Regions from separate parts of the Mus musculus genome. Here region 2 is linked to region 1. The links are chromatin contacts, called in public Hi-C maps. All regions are on one chromosome and are shown on one strand. Each heading gives the region's core, a stretch centred on a gene start, on an enhancer-like site or on the middle of the called end of the contact. The rest is flanking DNA. Distances are from core to core; before and after follow the strand shown. Region 1 overlaps Gsg1l (GSG1-like). Region 2 holds the start of Gsg1l (GSG1-like).

The links. Hi-C and Micro-C count contacts between places; a contact is called where the count stands out from the background.
Region 2: a contact with region 1 is called in a Hi-C map of cerebral cortex, with 3 times the contacts expected there. The contact joins the promoter of Gsg1l here to the enhancer-like site in region 1. A contact is called at or near these places in 3 of 39 promoter capture datasets (the 3T3-L1 cell line, hippocampal neurons and second pharyngeal arch cranial neural crest), 5 of 484 Hi-C or Micro-C datasets (the G1E-ER4 cell line, cerebral cortex, forebrain and 1 more) and 3 of 115 datasets of contacts at active chromatin or transcription factors (embryonic forebrain, forebrain and stem cell-derived neural progenitor cells).

Annotation. Positions count from the first base shown.
Region 1 is chr7:126,005,534-126,011,341 of GRCm38.p6, reverse strand. The region is part of intron 2 of Gsg1l (GSG1-like); the gene reads left to right. Among named protein-coding and RNA genes, the nearest start is that of Gm51456, 56 kb to the right of the region's middle. Within about 2 kb of position 2,436, at least 33 of the 459 cell types and tissues checked have an H3K27ac peak or open chromatin away from gene starts, as enhancers often do. A contact at or near this core is called in cerebral cortex, forebrain and hippocampal neurons, where this site is marked.
Region 2 is chr7:126,080,712-126,086,967 of GRCm38.p6, reverse strand. Gsg1l (GSG1-like) reads left to right here and starts at 4,557. Exons shown (of 7, transcript NM_001101488.1): 1 at 4,557-5,108. The coding sequence starts at 4,790.

The DNA.
Region 1 (5,808 bases), core at 1,187-3,686:
ACATATCCCCATACCATACCACACACACACACACACACACACACACACACACACACCACCACCACCACCACCACCACCACCACCACCACCACTACCACACATCACACACACATACTCCCATACCACCCCCCCCCACACCATACCACACAACACACACAAACACATCATACCACACACATAAACACCATACCCACACATACCCTACCATACCACACACACACACACACACACACACACACACACACACACACACACTACACACACATACATGCACCAGCTTTCTCCTGTTGTAGTAAATGTTAGACCCACCTGACCCCTACAGCTAACTTAGAAATGTTGAGGCTGTCTCTGTACCAGGCTGGGGAAGAGGAGGAGACATCTTGTTTGATTGGCAGGGGCCGTGGAGTTCTCTGTCATCAGCATGTCTCCTGTTCCAGGGGGAACTACTAGAGTGAAGAGAATTCTGGGCAAACTGGGTCAGGGAGGTGAGCCGGGCAAGAAGGGCCAGGTGAGGGTGTGCCAGGAGGGGCTGCTGGGGGAGGGGTGGGAGTTCAGGGGCTCTGGTGACTCCCCAGTCCTCTGCCTCCTGTGTCTTACATTGGTTCCTCCTTGCTCTGCCTGCTGCTTCAAAAAAGGGACCAACTCCTGTTCCCATCCTGCCAGGGAAGGAAGACGCCAGGGTGAGATCTTAGATGACTCCCGAGTGGCCACATGCCAAAGGCTCTTCTTTAAGCTTGGGGCACGTCTCAGAGACAGAAGGAGCTCCAGGGACAGGGCCTGGTGAGGGCAAGTTAGGTTGTTTGGGATGTGCCTCAGAAGGGGACACCAGGACCCTTCCCCCCCTCTCTGCTTTCTGCCCACCGGGAAGGAAGCCACTTCTGTCGTTCACAGGCACAAAGCAAGTAGCCAAGAGACTGAAGCCGGTCGCAGCCATGTCCTCCAAGCTAAAACACTTCTTTCAGGCTCAGGAAGCAAACCTCACAAACCCAAGGAGACGTCTCAAAAAGACGAAGCTCTCAGGACTGCTCCTGCAGTCTGTGCAAACAGGAACAACTGAAGGGTGGCATCTGTCGGGGTGAAGCTTCTGTGAGTTACCTACCTCATTAAGTGACCTCAGCAACCTCACTGCCTCACCAGGCTGGATTTGGGTGGGAGTCTTTCTTTAGTCTCTCACTGGGAAGTCTATCTGGAGTGAACAGAGATTCGTTCATGTCACCTCTGAAAAATCCCATGACACCTCTGAAGCTGTAAGCTGTGGTAAACCTTTCCCCATTTCAGATGACTCCCCTGGGAGTTTGTCCCACCAAACAGAAAGCTGAGGCGGGGGTCTGGTCTCAGCTGCCATTTTCCAGGCCAGGAGCTGAGGCCGTTGATGGAGCTCTGGGCTGCCACCTGCTCTGTGTAGTAAATCTTCCTTCTGTATACAATCTCTAAGAAATGGGGTCCCCCTTGCTGCGCCCTCCCTCAGCCCTGGCACACAGAAGACATGGAATGGGCACCGTCTGCATGCCAGTCCCCTGCAGGCATGCGATTCTATTGACGCCTCATCAGAGCCCGCAGAGGTGTTTTGGTTTCTCTTGTTTCCCCGAGCGGGGAAGTTGAGGCTTACCGAGCTAGAACAGGGCCACGCAGTGTCAGAGCTGGGGTTTAATTCCGCAGCATCCGAGGACCATGCTAAAGAGCATGGGGTCTGGGTTCACATTCCGGCTGTGCCTCAGTGTCCGCAGAGCACCAGACAAGCTACCCACCAATTATGGCTCAATGTCCCTTCTGTAAGGCGAGGGTCACATCACAGCTTGTGGGGTTCTGAGACCCAAAATGAGATGATCCATGCAAGAGTAGGTCAACAAATATCTGGTTGAATATTTCGTTCTATTCCCCTGCTCATCAGTTCCCCCTCCCCCTGCCCTTCCCCCCTAGCCTCCCCCCTCCAGTCATGAGCTAACTTGTGTTTCTGTCTATTCAACTAATATTCAGCTACTCCACTGAGGGTGGCAAGAGTCCCATACACCCCAGGCACTTCCACAGCCTTCCTTTCATCCCCCCTCCCCCACCCTAGCTCTCTGACGTCATAACTTAGCTCTGGTGTATGTCAGAGCTGTAAGACAGTTGACTCAGAGAGGTTGATCGGGGAGCCTAATGACACACAGCATCATGGCAGGTCCTATTTGGCTTTGTGCCACTTTTGCCCGGTTGGAAATGCCACCCCACCTACAGTTCTGGCCCCTTGTTTGCTTCTTGGGCTCTAGACATTCTTTGGGTTGCTCGCTGTGTGTTCCCACAGCCTGGGAGGCCCCTGCCTTGAAGCGGACAGCTGTCAGGGTCCACGTGTTGGAGCAGCTGAGGGAATCCAAAGCCCCCCTGCTCTTGCTGCATCCCATCTGCTGCCTCCCACAGCCTTGTCATCGGCAACCATCTGCCGGGTTCCCCAGAGGCATTGCAATGCTTGAATGTGGCATAGATGCCCAATAGGCTTTGTGGCCGTGTGGATCAGGGAGGGACCCGTGCCTGCAGTTCCTGGAACCTTGAGCTCCAGACAGCCTCCAAGTGGAGGTCCTTGGAGGCCAGAGTCCACCTAGCCTGGTGCTCTGGGGCCAGCTGGGTGGCAGTGGATACCACTAAGGTTCCTCTGGCTTCCCAGCCTGGGCTGTCCTGGCCCTGCTTGCCTGGAGCAGCCAATGTGATAGGCTGGAGGCAGGGCTTCTCTGGGCTGCTTCTGCCTGGTAGCCTCTGACCCTTGTCTACCCCCTGTTTGTGGATTTGAGTGGAGGCTGTCCAATCCTCTCACTAGCTTCTATTGTTTGTGGCGCTGGGGACAGAGGAGCCTTGAGCTTGCCAAGCCAACGCGCTCATGTCTAGTCACACCCCAGCCTGTTTTAAGTCACTGTGATGATAGTTTTACTGCAATTTTGTTGTCCTCCTGGGGAATTGGCCCATGGAAAGTGTCCACTTTAGCAATAGGTTCAGAGCTGTGTGCCCACTGCCACCTGGTGTAGTGCATCTTTGTCACTCAGCACCTGTCCCTCCTCAGTTGGCCCCCAAACTAGACAGCAGTCATTGTAGAATTGTGGCCTCTGTGGTTGCGTTCACTTCTAAGGGGTTTTTCAAGAGTTATCCTCTCTCTCTCTCTCTCTCTCTCTCTCTCTCTCTCTCTCTCTCTCACTCTCTCTCTCACTCTCTCTCTCCCATCCTCCCTCCCTCTCCCCCTCTCCCCCTCCACCTCTCTCTCTCCTCCCACCCTCTCCTTCTCCTCCCTCTCCCTCCCCTCTCTCTGTCTCTGTCTCTCTTTCTCTCTCTATGCATGGTGCACATGTGTGTGACAGGCAGATGTGTACATATGCACGTGTGTTTTCACAGTTTTTTTTTTAAATCTTCTTTCTTTTGGAGACAGGGTCATCGAACCTGGGTTTTCTGGATTGGATTCAGTAGCCTAGCTGAGCTGCAAGGACCTCTTATCGTCCCCCCTGGGGTCACCGGTGTGTGCCACCAAGCCAGGCTCTTTGAGCGGGTGCTGGAGTTGCTCTCAGGCCTTTCTGTTGGTGCCGCAGTCACTTTACCACTTATCCACCTCGCCAGCCCCCTAATTCATTTCTTTTGATCACCAAATAATGAGCTTTTAAAATTGACACAATATTTGTACTTATTTACGGGGCATCAGACTTTGGCGTGTGGCTGTAACGTGTAATTATCAAATTGGGTAATTAGCATTCTCAGCTCCTCCAGCAGTTACTTCAGATGCTCTGAAATATACAGTGAACCTCTGTGGACTGTACCAACCCTCTGGCTCGCTCTTATGAAACCAGCTTAAAATTTTTTTTTTTTGGTATGGATAGAATACATTTTGCTGAGCTATTATTTATTTGTTTAAACCTTTTCAAAATTGGAGAAAATAGCACAATTCAGAGACGTGGGAAACTTGTGCAGAGAGCTTGACAGGGTATCATAAATCACTACCTCCAGGCTGGGAATGTCCCTGCTAGGCTCTCAGAAGCCACTTTCCCACTGCCCCCTTGCACAGGGAGCTCTTGCTTAGTGTCACAGTAGCAGCTGGCAAGCTGAGGAGGCCCTTTCTCTTTTGTAAATAAAGTTTTATTGGGACACAGCTGTGCCTATTCTTTTTATGTGACCTATGGCTACTTTTATGCTCTGATGTCAGAGCTGAGCAGTGGTAGCTGAGACTGGCCTGCAGACATAAAGCATTCACTCTCAGGTTCTTCATAGATAATGTCCTCAGTGTCACCCACAGTATGGCATGTGCCAGAATTATGTGTCTTTGTGTATATGTGTATTTATGTGTGTGATGTATGTATTTATGTATTGTATGTGTGGTATATGTGTGTGATATATGCAAATGTATGTGCTTGTGTGTATGTGTCTATGTGTATGTGTGATATACAATATATATGTTTGTGAGTGTGTATGTGATGTATGTATATGTATGTGTTTGTGTGTCTTTATGTGTATGTGTGATGTATGCATATATATTTTTGTGTGATGTCTGCATATGTATGTATTTCTGTGTATGTGTCTTTATTTGTATATGTAGTGTATGCATATATGTGTTCATGTGTGTATGTATGTGTTTGTGATGTATGCATATGTATGTGCTTGCATGTATGTGTCTTTATGTGTATATGTGATGCATGCACATGTATGAGTTCCAGTGTGTGCTCATATGCATGAGGGTGCACGTGAAGGCCAGAGTTCAACATAGGCCTTTTTCATTACTCCACTTATTATTTTTTGGGATAGGGTCTCTCACTGAACCAAGAGCTTGCTGATTGTGTTAGTTAAGCTGGCCATACTCAGCTTATTACATGAGTGCTGGAGATCTCTAACTCAGGCCCTCATGGTTACACGCCAGGTCCTTTATAAAGTGAGTCCTCTCCTTAACCCCCGCCTCCATTGTTGGCACAGATCACATTTACCTCTTGGCTGTCAGGAAGAGTGACACTGATCACAGATGTAGAAATACCAGCTTGAGTCTCAATTTTATTTTACTTTGTGGTTAACACTGAGAACGGCAAGTTCTGAGCCATACAGTGATTCAATGTTTACTGTCTGAGGGCTCAGACACTGTCTTCCAGAGCAGCAAGGCTGTCCCACATTCCAGCTGGTGATCCAGTCCTTTACCTCCTGGCCAAGATCTGTCCTTACCTCCTGCCACCCCGCTGGCCTGGAAGTGTATCACTGTGTCTGAGCTGGCGTTGACCAGATCTTTGCAAAGTCCGGAGAATGCTTATCTGGGTTTGTCTTAGTTTGTTTTCTGTTGCTGTGATAAACACCATGACCAAAAACAACCCGGGGAAGAAAAAGGCTATTTGATTTGCAGGTCCCACTCCATTATGGAGAGAAGTCAGGGCAGGAAATGAAGGAAGGAGCTGAAGTAGAAGCCATGGAGGCATGCTGCTCATGTCTTGCTCCCCAAGGTTTGCTCAGTTTATTTTCTTATCCAGTGCAGACCACCTACCCGAGAGTTGTACTGCCCACAGCGGACTGGGCCCTCCCACATTAATCATGAATCAAGAAAATGCCTAACAGGACAAGCTGATGGAGGCAACCCCTCAACTCAGGCTCCCTCTCCCCAGGGGGCTCTGGTTTGTATTAAATGGACAAGAATTACCCAGTTCAGGGTCCTTGTCTACTCTTGAAAAGAGGTGGTTTGGTTGTCACCCTGGCTGAGGCTGTTTGTGTTCCTGGCCTGCTGATGGAGCTGAGGTTTTTTTTCCCCCCTCATCCTGTGTATGTTCCTTTCCACAGGCAGCGTCCTGCAATGCACAGGCGCTGGTGAGGTCAGTCTAATCCCTC
Region 2 (6,256 bases), core at 3,308-5,807, 74 kb before region 1:
TGACTAACCTGCCTCCCAAGTACCAGGATGACAGTCATATGCCACTCAGCCTGGCTTCCTATGTTGTCTTGTTCATGGATACCCTAGTGTGTAGTACAAAGACTGAGAGAAACTTCCTGAAGAGCTCAAAGGGCCGGCAATGCTGGCATTGAAGAATAACCTGAGAGGCTGGGGGCAGGGCACTTGCCTCACGTATATGGGCCTGGATTTTACACTGGGCAGCGCAAACAACGGAGCGGAGGAGGAGTTCCAGCCCATCACTGTCTAATGAGGCCCGTTCCTTTCTCCCAGGAGACTCTGCCCTCTGGGAGGGAAGGCTTTAATTGTACAGAGCTCTGGGCCCCTCCCTCTTCTAAAAACCCTGCCCAAGTAGCATGGCCGTGCTGGTGTCTTGAGCAGGGGAATGAAGTAGGCTTTTGGCTTGGACACTGTGAGATTGTTTAAAAACTTCCCCAGTAATTGGCAACTGCCTAATCACTTGCTATAATTAGGAGAGCCTAGAGGCTTGGGGGCTCTGTTCTGCAGGGTTAGGAATGAGGAAGCTTAGAAGGAGGCGGCTTACAGCAGCTGACTCCAAGGAAGTGTGGAAATCCAAGTCCCCTGGGGATTATGCCCCTTCAAAGCGTGTTTGTATTTCCTGAAAAGTACCACTTTCATTTTTAATAGCAACTATTTTTTCTGGTAAATTTTTTTTTTATGTAAAACAAATGTACAATTCCCAGCTGTACAGCCAGTGAGGTTTCATGAGCTGAACACACAGCCTGTCCCAGCCACCGTCCCCTTCCGAGGGCAGTCATTGTCCTGCACTTGAACATGGGAGTCAGGGCTGGGACGGTAGCTCAGATGGGAAAGTGTTTGCCACACAAACGTGAGGGCCCAACATCAGCACCCACTTAAAAACCCAGCCGTGGCAGAGCAGACTTAGGATCTCAGGGCTCAGGAGGCAGAGATGGTCAGCCAGCCTAGCCTAAGCCAAAGCCCAAGGTCCTAGTGAGGGACCCTGTTTCAAAAACCAAGGTGGGCACTCCTAAGGAATGACACTGGAGGTTGACCTTTGAACCTTGGTGCCCCCCCCCCCCCGCCGAGAGAGAGAGAGAGAGAGAGAGAGAGAGAGAGAGAGAGAGAGAGAGAGTCTCACACTCAAAGGCACCTGTTGCCTGGCAAGCTCCCTAAGTGCTGGGAAGGTAGAGACCCTGTGGTCGCTCTGGCTTCTCTACAGGGGTGTCAACAAACTTCTGCCAGACGCAGTTGCAGGCCTAGTGCTGGAAGGTAAATTGATCTTGTAAGAGAAGCCGAGAACCTGCGTTTTTATGGCAAATCTTGGATTCTTGAATGTGGCCAATGAGGAAATGTTGGCGCATATGGTACTAACTTCATCCAAGCCAAACCAAACATGCTTCTGGCCGGATTTGAACCGCTAGCTGCCAGTGTAGGGGATCTGGAGGGCCCCAGGCCCATCAGAGAAACAGGTCTGAAGATAAACCTCACCGTTTAGATTAATTCACTAACACTGGGGGTCAGAGAGGGAGCGACAGCAGTTGCTAGGGCAGCAGGAGTGGAGGTCAATCGTAGGAAGGACACTCAGGATGAGGTGGCAAGGCCATTCCAGTGGGAACAGCTTGATGGATGTGCAGAGTCAGGGACCACAGAGGAGTTTGGTGTTGTCATGTGCTGTACCACAGAGCCGCAACCACAGTGAGATGTGAGCAGAGATGTGAGCAGAAGCCGGTGGTGTTCGCAGGGCAAGCCGAGGTGAGACGGGGCTGAACCTTCTGCAGCAGGTGCAGAGGTGGGCAGCTCAGGTGAGGGCTGGGGACAGGAGCCTATTGGCCGGCCTTGGCTGCGTCAGTAGGATGAAGTGAGTACCAAGGTCTTGGGTGCAAATTCCTAGTTCCTTAAACCATACCCAACCCTTGTCTGTTACCAAGGTCAATGTAGCTACGACTGTTAGTTCATTATGTAGCCCAGGATTCCCCGGAACGCATAATCCTCCTGCCTCAACTTCTGGGGTTACAGGGTGTGCCACCCTGCCTGGATGCAGCTCTGCCATTATTTGGTATGAAAATATCCATGGTATCCAAAGGGCTTTCTGATACATTGAGAGGGTTTTCAGGAAGGCATACCTGAAAGGTAGCTCCTCCTACTGGTCTCTACTATCAGCTCTGGTAGAACATTCAGCAAGCACAAAATCAATCCCAATTTGAATTTTTCTCTATGAGCCCCTGACCTTGCAGATGCCCCTGAAAACCTCCTTACATTCCGTGTTCCATTTTGCCTTAAACAAATCATGCTGGGTCTGCCTTTCAAATCACCCCAGGAGGGACTGGTTGCGGCTCTGTGGTACAGCACTTGCCTAGCAGACATGACCCTGGGTCCCATCCAACCCTGGGTTTCATTGCCTAGAGCAAGCAAGCAAACAGAAACAACCCAGAGCTTTCTTGGCCTTTGGATGATCCTGCCTGAACCCCTGGTGTCACTTACCTACCCCTAGCTGATCAGCAGCCATCTTTATTCACTTAGCAGCTGGAGTGGGTCTTCTCCAGATCATTGGACTCTGCCCAGACCCTCTGCAGGCCCCACATGACTCAGACCTCTGTGATCTGTCCTCTGCTGTTCCCTTGCTGTCCCTTGTTCAGGCTGTGCTCCCTCCCTCCAACCCCCAACCCGCCAGGGTGTCAGGTTTTTGCATTGGCCATTGGTTCCCCTGCTAGGAACTTTCTTTCCCTGGCAGAGAGCCTCCTGGTGTCTCCCGGCTTTGCTCCAATGCACCTTCCTATGACACCTTCCTCCAAGCTCCGCCCACATCTACCCCTCCCTGCCCTTCACCCCTGCACAGGCAGCCTGTGCTGGTCTTATTAATGTCACTCATGTTCTCTCTTCTTTCCTGAGCTGAGCATACAGTGGCTGCTCAGTGAGCAGGTGGTTGGGTACCCCTGACAGGATATCACAGCGGGTCTCTGCTTCCTCTGGGTGTTACTTAAGAAGAGTAGTCCCTGAGACTTTTCCTCTGGGCTCTCCTTGCTTTGAACTCCTCCCCGCTTCCCGCCCCAGAACAGGGTTCCCAGCTTGAAAGAAACGTGCCTTGCCACATGAATACTAACTGAGTCTCAAGGCCAAGGAAGTGTCACGTCAGTGCACACCCCAGGGCTGCATTTAAACGTGGACAGGCTCAGATGATACATATTGCATGCCTGTTGAGGGCAGCAGATTCCTTGTGGTCGTTCATTCACATTAACCAATACTCGAATGCACCATTGCAATCCAGAAGTTCTCCTGAAAATAGTTAGAAACTCCTTGTTTGGGGCCAGAAAGAAGCTCTGATAAGCAAGTGCAGGGCTCCCCTGGCTGTCCTCACACCAGCATTGCTTTAGTCTCTCCTGCCCCCAGGCAGAGTGGCAGCAGCTGGCAGTGAGTGGGGCTCACCCACAGGAGTAAGGCAATTCGTAATCTGTTAACCTTGAATTCTGCAAAGCCTGCCACTCGGCAAGCTGGGGGTGGCTGGAGTCATTCTTGGCTTGGGCAGAATTCAAATTAGCTCCTGCAATCAATGTGCAATTAATGGTTGCACACCCTGGGCATCCAGGCACTGTGCCCCATGCAGTGGGAAGAGTGAAGGGTGTAGCTTCATCTTAGAGCAGAGGTGGGGTTGGGGGTGCTCACAGATGAGCAATCCTAGTTTGAGAAAGAGATGCTAAAAAGGTCTGAGTTTCGTCAACTCCTTGGCCCAGATATTCCTAATAGTGTCAGCATTTACTGAGTGCCTACTGTGTGCCAGATGCCTTCCCCACCTCTGGCTCTGGAACACATTCTTTCCTTTTTATAGATACAGAAATCGAGGGTCAGAGAGAGCAAGTGTCTTGTTCAAAGTCACACAGCTGGTCGAGTCCTGGATTTAACTGACTGCAAAGTCAGGATGGTTAACCAACCCTGCCCGGCCAGTCTTAAGCATTCAGCATTCGCAGACCTGCAGGACACCACCTTTTGGCGACCACGACTTGCTGTTCTTTTTGTGGCCTCTTGAGTCATGTTCTGGGTCTCTGGTGTGGATAGCCTGGGTGGAGAAGCCCTGTTTGTCACATCCTATGCTCGCTTCCTTGTGCAGGCTGCCTCTTTGCAAGCTCTCTGCCCTCCTGTGTGGTGACAGAGAGCCTGTGGATAGGAATTGGTCTCAGATAGCAAGGGTGAGCAGGGACAAGCCTTTCAAACGCTGAGGCTCTGCATCCCCATCCCTTCCTAAGCTCCAGATGGGTCTTGCAGCCTTTGCAGAGGCCCCTGACAGTCTAAAGACCCACAGAAGCTGCCTTGTCACTTATCTGGCAGGGCTGTGTGGGTCTGGGTGAGAGGTCTTCTCCTGCCTTGAGTGAGGCTCCTTTGGGAGCGTCTTGCCTGGGATCTCTCACTTGTCCCTCTCCACTCCCGCGCGGATCTGTCCCCCGCCCGCGCCCAGCGTGGCGCGCCCCCTCTCCGCGCGCGGGCGGGCGCTGAACAGTGTCGCCGGCCGCCTGCAGGTGTCTCCCCACGGAGGGGCGCGCGTCCCTGCGCCGTGGCCGCTGCCAGGCGCCCGCGGCTGCTCGCCGAAGCGCACTCGCGCTCCGGGCTCCGGGCGCGCTGGTCGGCTCCACTCTGCGGCCCCAGTCGCCCCGCGTCCTCGTCGCCCCGCGTCCCCGCCGTGGGCCATGGGCCTGCGCCGCGAACACCGTCGCCGACCGCAGGCACCTGAGCCCCGGGGCGGGCGCTGACGCGGGCACCGCTGCCAACTTCGCGCGGAGCTGCGGGCGGCGCGGGCGGCATGAAGACGAGCCGCCGCGGCCGAGCGCTCCTGGCCGTGGCCTTGAACCTGCTGGCGCTGCTCTTCGCCACCACCGCCTTCCTCACCACGTACTGGTGCCAGGGCACGCAACGGGTGCCCAAGCCTGGCTGCGGCCAGGGCGGCGGCGCCAACTGCCCCAACTCGGGCGCCAACGCCACGGCCAACAGCACAGCCGCCCCCGTCGCCGCGAGCCCGGCCGGCGCGCCCTACAGCTGGGAGGCGGGCGACGAGCGCTTCCAGCTGCGCCGTTTCCACACTGGCATCTGGTACTCGTGTGAGGAAGAGCTCGGTGGCCCGGGTGAGTGCTGGCGCGGGGCTCCCCGGGGACGCGCGCCCGCTGGTCCCGGACCGGGGAGGTGGCGCGTCCCGGTCCCCCGCGCGCGCACCCTGGCTGCGAGTTCCAGTGCGTGCGGTCCCTCTTCGGCCTGAAGTCATTTCCCCGTGTACCCCTCCTTGCTCCCATCCGCCCGTCTCAGCTCGGGAGGTGATAGTGGGGGCCGGGGACCTTTGCTGTAGGCAACCCTTCCCACCGCAGATCTCCGGGGCCAGGAACCCAACGGTTCTGCTACTCTCAAGCTGCGCTAAACGTCTACGATAGGGCTGGAGAAAGCAGGGGATAGAGGAGTCTGATGAGCACCCTTATGTCCTTCCACTAGCCGGGGTATCCTGGAGCCCTCCCAGGAGTGGATGCGGGAGTGGATGGTGTGGGAGGGAGGGAGAGAAGGGAGGCAGGCGGGAAAACAGGCAACTTAGGCACTGGAGCTGAGGGATCCTGGCTTAGCACAAGTCTCTTTCAGAACTGGGGAGGGGGCAGGCTTTTCAGAAAGTAGACCGACACTTCTGTCCCCTCACCCAGACATATGGGGCTGAAGTGAATACCCCCAAAAGATAGCAAGTCTGGAGCACTCAGGGGACCTCTGCCTGATAGGGGACTGTGCCATATGGTGGGTGGTACTGGCTATGGATTCAACCCACAGCTTTCGGGTAGTAAGCCACTGTTCTGGCAGGATCCCTTTGGAAGCGCCGTCTCCCCCTTTATGTAGCTGTATCTTCCTCACACTCAGCATAGTCTAAAAGCCTCCTGTCTAAAACTTCTTGCTTCCACAAGCCTGATCCTCCCACACCACAGCAGCCACGGAGCACGGTAGACATGTGCCCCCTCCAGGCTCAGGTCTCCATAGACCTTCATACACGACAGCCCAAAGAATGAGAAGGGATGACCATGGGTCCTCCTCCAACTGCAGGCAGCAGTTCCTGAGATCTGGGAGGCCCTGCCCTGGGGGACATGCCACCCTACAGTGCCTGGATGGGCCTTGTCCCTGGCAGCTTGAGGCAACCTGCCCTGCCTTTGTAGTGTGCCTGGGCTCTCATCGGAGCCTGCTGGCTGTCCCAAAAGCTGTCTGAAGGCGGCTGCCCATAAGCTCTGTAGCCATCCCTGGCTCCGTG